Regions from separate parts of the Hordeum vulgare genome. Here all the other regions are linked to region 2. The links are chromatin contacts, called in public Hi-C maps. All regions are on one chromosome and are shown on one strand. Each heading gives the region's core, a stretch centred on a gene start, on an enhancer-like site or on the middle of the called end of the contact. The rest is flanking DNA. Distances are from core to core; before and after follow the strand shown. Region 1 holds the start of LOC123431437. Region 2 holds the start of LOC123431435 (40S ribosomal protein S17-3-like). Region 3 holds the start of LOC123431427.

Evidence for each region. A called contact is a pair of places that touch in the nucleus more often than the background predicts.
Region 1: a Hi-C map of leaf shows a contact between it and region 2, with 3 times the contacts expected there. The contact joins the promoter of LOC123431437 here to the promoter of LOC123431435 in region 2. A contact is called at or near these places in 5 of 6 Hi-C or Micro-C datasets (leaf and seedling) and 1 of 1 datasets of contacts at active chromatin or transcription factors (embryo).
Region 3: a Hi-C map of seedling shows a contact between it and region 2, with 2.9 times the contacts expected there. The contact joins the promoter of LOC123431427 here to the promoter of LOC123431435 in region 2. A contact is called at or near these places in 4 of 6 Hi-C or Micro-C datasets (leaf and seedling) and 1 of 1 datasets of contacts at active chromatin or transcription factors (embryo).

The regions. Positions count from the first base shown.
Region 1 is chr1H:289,673,005-289,676,372 of MorexV3_pseudomolecules_assembly, forward strand. LOC123431437 reads right to left here and starts at 1,628. Exons shown (of 5, transcript XM_045115213.1): 1 at 439-1,628. The coding sequence starts at 1,467.
Region 2 is chr1H:289,163,753-289,167,246 of MorexV3_pseudomolecules_assembly, forward strand. LOC123431435 (40S ribosomal protein S17-3-like) reads right to left here and starts at 1,929. Exons shown (of 1, transcript XM_045115211.1): 1 at 1,246-1,929. The coding sequence starts at 1,845. The coding sequence ends at 1,414.
Region 3 is chr1H:288,907,425-288,910,895 of MorexV3_pseudomolecules_assembly, forward strand. It overlaps LOC123431427, which reads left to right and starts at 1,812. Exons shown (of 12, transcript XM_045115207.1): 1 at 1,812-2,228; 2 at 2,340-2,441; 3 at 3,355-3,435. The coding sequence starts at 1,914.

The DNA of each region.
Region 1 (3,368 bases), core at 378-2,877, 510 kb after region 2:
AAAGTTCGGCATTTGGCGACGCTGAATGGCGGTCGATTCTCTCTTCACCTACAGCGAGCTTTCTGCTTTTCTGAATTAATTAGGCATGAATTGTAAATGTGCTCAATATTGACAAAGCTGTATCCGAAACAGATTCTCGCGAGTAGTAAAGTGGAGGCGATGAAGACTATGCAGTGCTCTCGACCATCGGTTTGATATAAACTGGGAAGCTCATCTTCTTCTAGTATATGCCCAAGCTTTGCTTCGGCTAAACTCCCTTTTCACCGTCTAGTAATTGTCCACTTTTCCCTAAACAACAACTCGGGTACTGGTATTAACTAGACTAGAATTCACACCCAAGACCATTCATGCAAGGATAAACAAACAACGATCGCAGATTCACAATAAAAAGTCAAACGAAACAGAAGCAGGCAGTAATAATCTACTAGTGCAAATCACCTTGTTCCTGCTGCACTCCAAGTGGTTGACGATGCCGTCGACCATGTCGGCGCCGGAGAAGCAGTTCTTCACGAGCTTCACCCTCACGAACCGGTCCTGGATGGGCAGCCGGTGCCGGAGCACCCTCACGATGCCCACCATGGCGTCCTCCCTCTCCTCCTCCATGCCGGCGTCGAACCCGTACACGGGCACCCTCGGCGCCGCGTCGGGGCACCGCCTCCCGGCAAGCTCGCGCACGCGCCGGTCGAACTCGCCGCTGTTGCGCAGGGAGTTGAGCACGACGAGCCCGCCCAGGAGCTTCTCGTTGAGGAAGATCTGGGGCACGCGCGCGGCGGCGCCGGCCCGGGACGCGAGGTCGTCCTCGCGCTCCGGGAACACGTCGAGGTTGATCTCCACGTAGGGCAGGCCCGACTGGCGGAAGAAGGCGCGCACGGCGGCGCAGTCGCGGCAACCCGAGCGGGAGAAGAAGCTGACCCGGCCCTTGATGTGGCTGCCCGACAAGGAGTGGCCGTAGCCGTCGTCCTCCTCCGCGTCGGCGGCGATGGCCTCCTTGAGGCGCACCGTGACCTTCACGTTGGGCAGGTGGATCTCCTGCACGCCGTAGCAGGCGTCCCCCGGCGCCGGGGCCGACGACGTCTCCTTGAGCGACGAGATGCGGCGGTTGATGGCCGAGGACAGCACGTCGCGCCGGTCGCGGAAGAAGCGCCCGATGGACGCCACGTCCACCACGGCCGCGGCGGAGTTGGGCCGCTCCACGTGCCCGTGCGGCGCCGGCGTGGATGCCGCTCTGGTCAGGGACAGGCCGGGCGGCGCCTCTGGCTGCGGGAGGTGCGACGGCGGGCGGAGCACCACGCCCTGCAGCATCTTGCGCGCGTAGTACACGTCCGTGCCCTCGCCCGCGTCGGTCCCGGCCCGCGGATCGTCGCATCGACGTTTGACGGCGGCCGGATCGGGAGCGGCGGTGGGGTGGACGTGGTGGTGGCGGTGGGGCGCGGGCGGCATGGCCTGCACGAGGGTCTCTTCTCCCATGCTTCCTCTCCTCTCCCCTCGGGCCCTGGGTTTTACGGGACGGAACGGAACGGGAGGGCAACGGTATTTTTCTTTCCTTTTGTTTTTCCTCCGCCGCTGCTCCTGTAACGGGATTTGGGATTTCCTTTCGTTTCTGAGCGCGGCGAGGCGAACGAGGAGGAAGGAACGGGGGGTGGTGGGGGTTTAAGAACGAGCTGCTGGGCCGTCCATGACGCACGGCCGATGGACCCGGCGCACGGCGCCGCCGGCGTGTGACGTGTGGGCCCGGGGGGCGCCGTGAACCGCGGGAAGGTTTCGAAGGGAAGGAAGGAGTCGTGGCCTGATTTGGGTTGGTTTGTGTCATTCTCCGGGGTCGTGTTGATCGGCGAGGTCAGTTTGGACGAGCAGGGCTCCGTCGGGCCGTCGTGCACGGTGGGATCGGGCCGGGTTTTTTCCGTTTTCTCGCGACCGAGATCTCACAAGTCACATGGCACTACCACCGCAATGCTACTCGAGTTGACCTTGTGTGGGGCAGACGGGTCAAGTGAGCTGTGTCTGTGGCTGTGGACCTGAGGCCACAGTTCTTCTAGGCCGTCTGGTACTACGACGACTGAACGCGTGACAGAGATCACACCAGAGGGCAGACGGCCTCGATCTGCACCGGACGGACCCGCCTGGCCGGCGAACGGCGTACCGCGAAAGGAGTCGGACGTGCGACGGGATTTTCCACTTGGCGAAGCATCGACGAAATCGTCCAAATCCAAACGATGCCGGTCGTTTTCACGCGACGGCGCGAGTCGGCATCTGCATCTGTATCGGGTTCATCGGAGGCCCGGACGAGGCCAAATGCATCATCATAGGCAGCGCGCGACCTGAAGGGGGCATGAGCAACGTCCGTCGTCAGAGCTACTAGTCGTCCGAGTATTATACGTGCAGTGGGTGTGAAGAGTATGGACATGCCGCTACCAATCTGAATCACCGATCCTTCCTTCCTTCCTACACGTACTAAAGAGCGGATAAACAAATGCGACCACGTCCAGCTACGTTGCCATTTGGTTCCATGTTAAATGCTTCCCAAAGCTGACTCTTTCAAGATGAATATGCTTCTACCAACAAATGCAAGGCGTATCTCTCTGAGTATGACCAAGTAGTCTGATGAATGAATTATCCCTTCGGGAAACTTGCTGAATGCAAGAAAAGAAAAAACGTCTCTACTCTCGCTTGGAATTGGATCACTTGACACATACAAAGTCAACGGGCACGAGCATGCTCTGCTCCCCTCCTGGGCCTGGTGACGCCGACCGGTGTCGAAAGCAGGCTCCATCGTCGAACCCTCCACGCCTGTAAAAGCTAAGAGTTGTTGAAGCTTAGAAGCGAATTCAAGACCATTTCCATTGATAGCAAGACAGAAGAAAGATGGCACGCTCCGGGGTCCTGACCCGTCTCGCGGTCACGGGCATGCGATTGCATGCGTGCGCGCAAGAACGGTTCAATTCTATTTGGACGTGTCTTCGACATCAACACGCCAATTGGTGAAACCACCTCTTTATTTTGTTTGTATGCTGATGATATATATAGACTTGTGCCCCTGCTGATTCACAGTCTCTTATCTGGGGTTTTCAGGTTCACGATGAATGACCCCTACTTGCAGGATAAAATATCGCTGACTCACGGTGATTGCGATCGTGATCTTCCGCCCCTGTGTTTTCCTTTTTGTGTGGTCTATTTCCATGTATTTGGACCATATCTTCAAAGACATGGTCAAGCACTTGAACATCATGGACGATAATGAATGACACACCAATAAAAACAAGGTAATGATCCTCAAAAATTAAAAAACAAGGTAACAATGTAAGATGTGCACACAATTTTAGACATCGTTTGACAGTTGTATGCAGTAGTAGTGTATTACTCCCTTCCTT
Region 2 (3,494 bases), core at 679-3,178:
AGATGTCCTAAACTGTGGTTGGTAAGACACAATATGTCGTATCAAAACAGGATTCAAATGATGAAAACTCAGATGTATTTCAATCATATACGTCTAAGACGAGCAGAAGACCAACAAGAGCGCATCATACAGCTCCCTAATATTCAACAATCTTTCGACCAGAACAGAGACAAAGGTCAACCCCTGTATTCAGGTGCAACCAATGAACCTATTCAACATATTCAGTGAAGCCAAAAAAAACATAACAACGTAGTACAAATATCACCGGTTTAAACTCAATGAACTGCAGATATTCAACAAAAACAAACAAGAGCACAAGATAACCAAGCAAACCCATCAAAAGCAGGGCCGGCCATTCAACACAGATTTTTTTCAAAGGAAATTAAAAAGAAAACCAATCAATATTCACCTGGCTGGAACCTAAACAACCTAAATAGCAGAATCAGCATCTGCTTGCATTGCAGAACAGAAGTAGACCAAATCACACCAATAATAACAGCAGGACTGGGTCCTTGGGTACACAGATTCCAATGGGAGAACATAATAAACCAGCCCAATATTAGTTCAAGCAACGATGTTGTTGCATTGCAAAGGACAAGTAGACCAAAGCACCCCAATTACTCACAGAGCAGGACTGCGTCCTTGGGTACTCAGGTTCCAGTGGGAGAACAGAACAAACTTGTCCAATATTAGCCCATCTGGTTGCAATGCGGAGCATAACTAGACCAAAGCACCCGATTACTCACAGAGCAGGTCAGGGTCCTTGGGTACTCATGTTGCAGCGAAAGAACATAATACAGTAGTCAAAGATCAGCAACCCCAAGTGTGGTATACAATGACCAGACTTGGTTTACGGTTGCCTTTTCAACAAAGAAAAAGGGAACTAGTTCGATCCTGTGAACTCCCTAAACTGAAAGACACTATCGTAATTAAATATCAGAGCAAAGACACAAGTAACAAACCAAAACACAACTAATGTTGGCAACCCACTGGTGCTGACAAAAAATAAGAACAATTGAACAACACACTAGACCCATAACAAACCTATAAGGCATGTCCCACTACTGAACGTTATAGCTAGGTTATGACAGGACATCGGCCTACATAGAGAAATTCATTGCATAGGTGTTGTATCAACATGACAATGCATACATATATAATTATAAATAGACAGCTCACGAATCAATCGATCATCGAGCAACAATAGCAAAGATATCACATAAACTTCAAAGCTCAACAGCAATATATCGAATCACTTCAGATTAACGGTTGGATAAACAGATCATGTCCACCATACGCAGATCAAAACACCTCGAACTTAAGAGCTGAGTTCAAAATAGTACTTGCCACAAGTAACAGATCTAATAAAAACTTATAAAGCATGATAGGGGTACGGCGACGATGCGGGGGAACCTAGGCGCGGTTGCCACCGCGGGGTCCGTTGTACGGCTGGCGGAAGGGGGCGGCGGACGCGGTGACCTCGGGAGCGCGCTCGACGCCAGGGAGATCGGCCATGCCGAGGAACGCCAGCATGTCCATCGTCTCCTTGTCGACGCGGATCTCGTCGACCTCAAGAGCCGACTTCTCAGGGACGAAGTCCATGCGGCGCTCGCGCTCCTCCTCCTGCAGCTTGAGGGAGATGCCGCGGACGGGGCCGCGCTGGATGCGGCGCATCAGATGGGTGGTGAAGCCGGCCACCTTGTTGCGGAGGCGCTTCGACTGCAAGATGGACACCTCCTCGAGCACCTTCTTGTTGGTGTGGAAGTCGAGGGTCATCCGAGAATAGTACTTCTCGATGACCTGTCGGGAGGTCTTCTTCACGGTCTTGGTGCGGACGCGACCCATGGCTGCGGCGGCTCCCTCTCCTTCTCCGGCGGCGGCGGCGGCGGCTCGGCGCTTGTTGGTGCGGGGTGCGGCGGCGCGTGGGCTGGAGGGGTAGGGTTTGGGGGCGACTTGAACTTTTATAATGGTACCGGCCGCGTGCGTAGCTAGGGTTTGGGCGTGGGGGACGGATGCCAGCCGTTCGTATTGCGATGGGCGCACGAGATCGAAATTACCTTTGTTGGGCCTCACGTTGTTCGGAAGGTCTCTTCTTTACTCATTTCGGTTGGTTTAGGCCCAGTAGAATAAAACTGGACTGGAATCTTAATCAGTACTTCTTATTTCCCTTTGCCACACCTCAAAAAAAATTTCCCTTTGCCTAGGGCTGCAAACGAGACTAGGCTCAGCAAACTTGTACCAAAATATATTACTTTCGATATACTAACAAAAGGGCCCGTGCGTTGCAATGGGACAAAGAAATGCGTGGTCATTTTTAAATCATTAAATATTTTATGAATGAAAAATTATTTTATAAGTCACAAACCCTTTTTTTGAACTTTTAGATATTTTTCCATTCATGATCATTTTTAGAATTGACAAAAATTTGAACAATTTCATTATAAAAAGTACTTCATGAACTTTTAAAAAATCATGAACGTTGTTTGATTTCTCGAATATTTGTTTTCAAAATTTTAAACATTTTCTGCAAGATCGCAAGTATTTTTGAATCCACAAATATTTTATAATTTATTAAACATTCTATTTCAAAATTCCCACTTTCTTAAATTTTTGAAATTTTTGTGAAGCCCCAAATTATTTAAAGTAGAAACAAAATCCCGTAGAAAAAATTCCCTAGGAGTCGCACACGGTGAAGTACTTGGTGAGCCCGTATGCGTCCTAGTATGGCAGGGCCGTCGTAGCGCAAACAAACCAAAATAAAAGACACGACTGGCCCGCGGGGCCCATGGTCTGTGGCCACCACCTGACCACCGGGCCCCACAACCGTCGCACACCGGCTGACCGACGAGCTCGGCAAGGGATGGCCCTCTCGTGCCACTGCCACTTTCCCCGAGAGCAGATCGGCTTCCGCTCCCCCGAGCTAATCCCAACCTCCCTCCCTACGCTATGCGCACCCAGAACCCTCCTCCCCGCAGTCGCTGACAGCCATGGCCCACCGCGCCCCCGCCGCGCTGCTCCTCCTACTCTTCCTGCTCGTCGTCGTCGTCGCGTCGGGAGAGAAGGGGGCGGGGTCGTCGTTGGCGGTGGCCGACGAGCAGGAAACGGGGGAGGAGGGGATGCCAGCTCGCGCGGCTGGAGGAGGTCGCAGAGTCACTCGCCAGGTCCATGCGTGCGCTGGAGGCTGCGCTCGCGAGCGCCTGAACAGGAGGGGATCCCGATCCAGAGCCGCTGCCCGTTGATCTCGCGCCTCCCAGCGAGCCGAGTTTCCGCGCCCATGTTGGTCACCGACCGGCCGCCGAATCCCCGCACCGACGACCAGGTCCCCTGTTCCTTCTTCTTCCTCCTCTCCTCTCTTCTTCTCTCTAATCCCTCTCTGCCTCCCATTCTGCACGCGCCATGGAGCTCCGTCAGCATCCCGATCTCACCTCTGCTTCATTCCAGCAGGGAACGAATGGATCCGGGGTGCCTCGTGCCAGATCCGGCCTCGTTCCTTC
Region 3 (3,471 bases), core at 562-3,061, 260 kb before region 2:
ATCCATGCAGTTGATGGACGTCGTGACCGCATATCTTTACGGGTCACTAGATTCGGACATATATATGAAGGTTCCTGACGAAATCTCCGTCCCGAATAACAGTGCAAAACGCAACATGTACTGTGTAAAGCTGAATAAGTCATTGTATGGCTTAAAATAGTCGGGACGGATGTGGTACAACCGACTAAGTGAGTTCCTTCTTCAGAAAGGTTACACCAATAGTGATGATTGCCCATGTGTCTTCATCAAGAAGTCCTCTACAGGATTTTGCATCATTTCTGTGTATGTTGATGATCTCAACATCATTGGCAGTGCACCAGACATTGATGACGCACGCAATCACCTAAAGATGGAATTTGAGATGAAGGATTTGGGTAAAACCAAATTTTGCTTAGGTATTCAACTTGAGCACCTTCCCTCAGGAATCATGGTACACCAAGCTACCTATATCCAGAAAATATTGGAGAAATTCAATATGGACAAATCCTATCCATCTAAAACTCCTATGGTGGTTCGATCTCTAGACGTAGAGAAAGACCCATTCAGACCGAGGGATGATGGAGAAGAGGTGTTGGGACCTGAAGTTCCATATCTCAGTGTAGTTGGAGCGCTTATGTATCTTGCAAATTGCACAAGACCTGATATTGCATTTGCAGTGAATCTACTTGCTAGATACATCGCATCTCCCACCAAACGACATTGGTCTGGAGTAAAGAATATCTTTTGATATCTCCAAGGCACAAAGGATCTTGGCCTATTTTTTCAGTTCCACCAAAATCTGGACTCTGATATGATTGGGTATGCAGATGCCGGTTATTTGTCTGATCCCCGTAATGACAGATCTCAGACCGGTTTTGTGTTCCTACATGGTGGTACAGTTATATCATGGAAGTCTTCCAAACAGACTCTAGTGGCTACATCTACCAATCATTCTGAAATAATTTCATTAATTGAAGCGTCATGTGAATGTGTATGGCTTCGCAGAATGATAAACCACATACAACAACCATGTGGAATTGGTTCTATTGAATCACCCACCATTATCTATGAGGATAATGCGGCATGTGTTGCACAGATGCAGACAGGATATATCAAGAGCAATATCACTAAGCATATTTCTCCTAAATGGTTTTTCCCCCACAATCTTCAGAAAAGCGGGGAAATAAGCATTCTGCAAGTCAAATCATGTGACAACATTGCTGATTTGTTTACTAAGTCTCTACCAAACTCAACATTCCAGAAATATGTTCACGGAATTGGTATGCGACGACTTAGAGACTTGCAGGCAACAGGGGGAGTATCTTCTTGAGATATCCTTGTTCAATAACATCACATTATGCTATCTCTTTGTGAGTTTATATTTCAGGTTTTCAACAAAGTCTTTATGAAGAACTTTTGAAGAAGAGTTTTTGATGATAAAGCTTCCCGGACAATCATGAAGATGACTCCACATGGTCAAACGTAGATTAGGGGGAGTGTTAAAACTAATTACATAAATTAGGGGAAAATCTCCTCTTGATGTAACCGCTCGAGCGGTTTCCTCCCGCACGGACGTCTCTTTCCTGACTCCCTGGAACCGACGCATCTCCTCTGTGTCGTCGCGTCTCTCCAGGAGTTATATATACTCCCTGTAACCATCGACAATGATAGATCAATCACTTTGATTAAGTTTCAAGAATTATGGGACGGATATCACCATTGTACATGTCTTTATGACACCTTGATTGTCACCCATCATTTTATAATAATAATAAGATAATAAGAACAAGAAAAATAAAAGAAAACTTCTCACGGTTCGTTTTCGTTACACGTAGGCATCAGACCTTGCTACCTTCCACCGACTTCATCATCTCAACTTCCCAATCCCACCCGTTCCCCCTTAGCCCCACGCCACCGCCGTCTCCTCGCCGGCGATGGACCCGCTGCCCCCTTCGCCGGTGAACTGGGACTCGCTCGACGCTCTCGTGCTCGACTTCGTCAGATCCGATCGCCTCATCGCCCCTCCTGCCTCCCCATCGCCGCCCTCATCCCCATCCTCCTCCACCACCACCGCCACCTCCTCATCCCCATCCACCTCGACCTCCTCGTCCTACTGCTCGCGCATCCTCATCCGCCGGGCCCGTCGCGCGCTCGAGGCTGGTGACGTCGACGCCGCCCTCGCGCTCCTCCGAGCTCACGCCCCTGCCGCGCTACTCGACCACCGCCTCCTCTTTCACCTACACAAGCAGGTACCTAAACTCTTGTCTGTTCTCTCTCTCTCTCTCTCTCTCTCTCTCTCTCTCTCTCTCGTTTTATGTTTTCCCACACGCAGGCAGGATGTCAATTGTGTTGTTGTGCAGAGATTCGTGGAGCTGGTGAGGAAGGGTACGGAGTCGGACAGGGAGGCGGCGCTCGACTGTCTCCGCACAGCTCTCGCACCCTGTGCTCTCGACGCCTACCCTGTGAGTGCTGCATCGACCCTCTTTCTCTCACCTTAAGAGCCCCTGAATTGATTGATTATTGCATTTGCGTTGGTTTCCTATTGGGTATACTAGTCTGCATGTGTCCGGTTGGATCACATGAATTCTGCGCGAACCTTGTCTGGAACGTAGGACTTTGGTAGCAAGTTTGCAGCATTTTGTATCCTATAGGGTTTCTTTGAGCAAATATATTGGAACAAGATGCTGCAACAAACTGTTTTTTACCACTTTCACTAAATTCCTTCGTACAGCTGTACTTCTGTTTTCCTACAAGCACCGTGAAAATAGAATTGAATTACTAGAGGCCTGTGCACTATGCCATCTTCCTATTTCAGAAGGTTTCAGTGTTTATTAACCTAATTTCCAGTTTTTTCCTTCTCCAGCCTGGGAGGGCAAATTTCAGATCTATTAGACACTCACATATTGAACACAAATACTGAAAAGGTAGAGGGTAACTTTGCATCATTCCAGTAATGAGCTGTTGTGAATTAGGGGTAGAAATCCATCGTGCAGAGGACGACTTGATGTACAATGACACTACCTGAAGGATGTCATTGCTTGCGTGTCTGTGCTAGGCTAATTTATTAACAGAGTACTTCAAATGTCTCTGAATTGCTGTGTTGCAGATGCTGCATCTCAGCTTGCTGTTGCTCCTGTCGGCCCTAACTATTGTTGTGTCCGATGTCCACTGCCCACAATTGAGGATGCATGTGTTTTAGCTAAACTGATATGTCATACCTTTAATGTGAACTTTCCTGTGATATATATATTTTACTTTACTATCATCGAGTTCCTACATATTCGTATACAGTCACCTTTATTTTCTGTCATGCATATTCATTGTTTTCATTTGAATCTTGCATAATGAATATTGGTGTGTCGGTATGTTCCAAAGGAAGCTTACGAGGAATTCAAACATATACTGCTGGTTTTAATATATGACCAAGATGATCAATCTTCCCCGGTCGCCAATGAGGTATGCACAATCCTAACTGTCCATATACACTTTTTA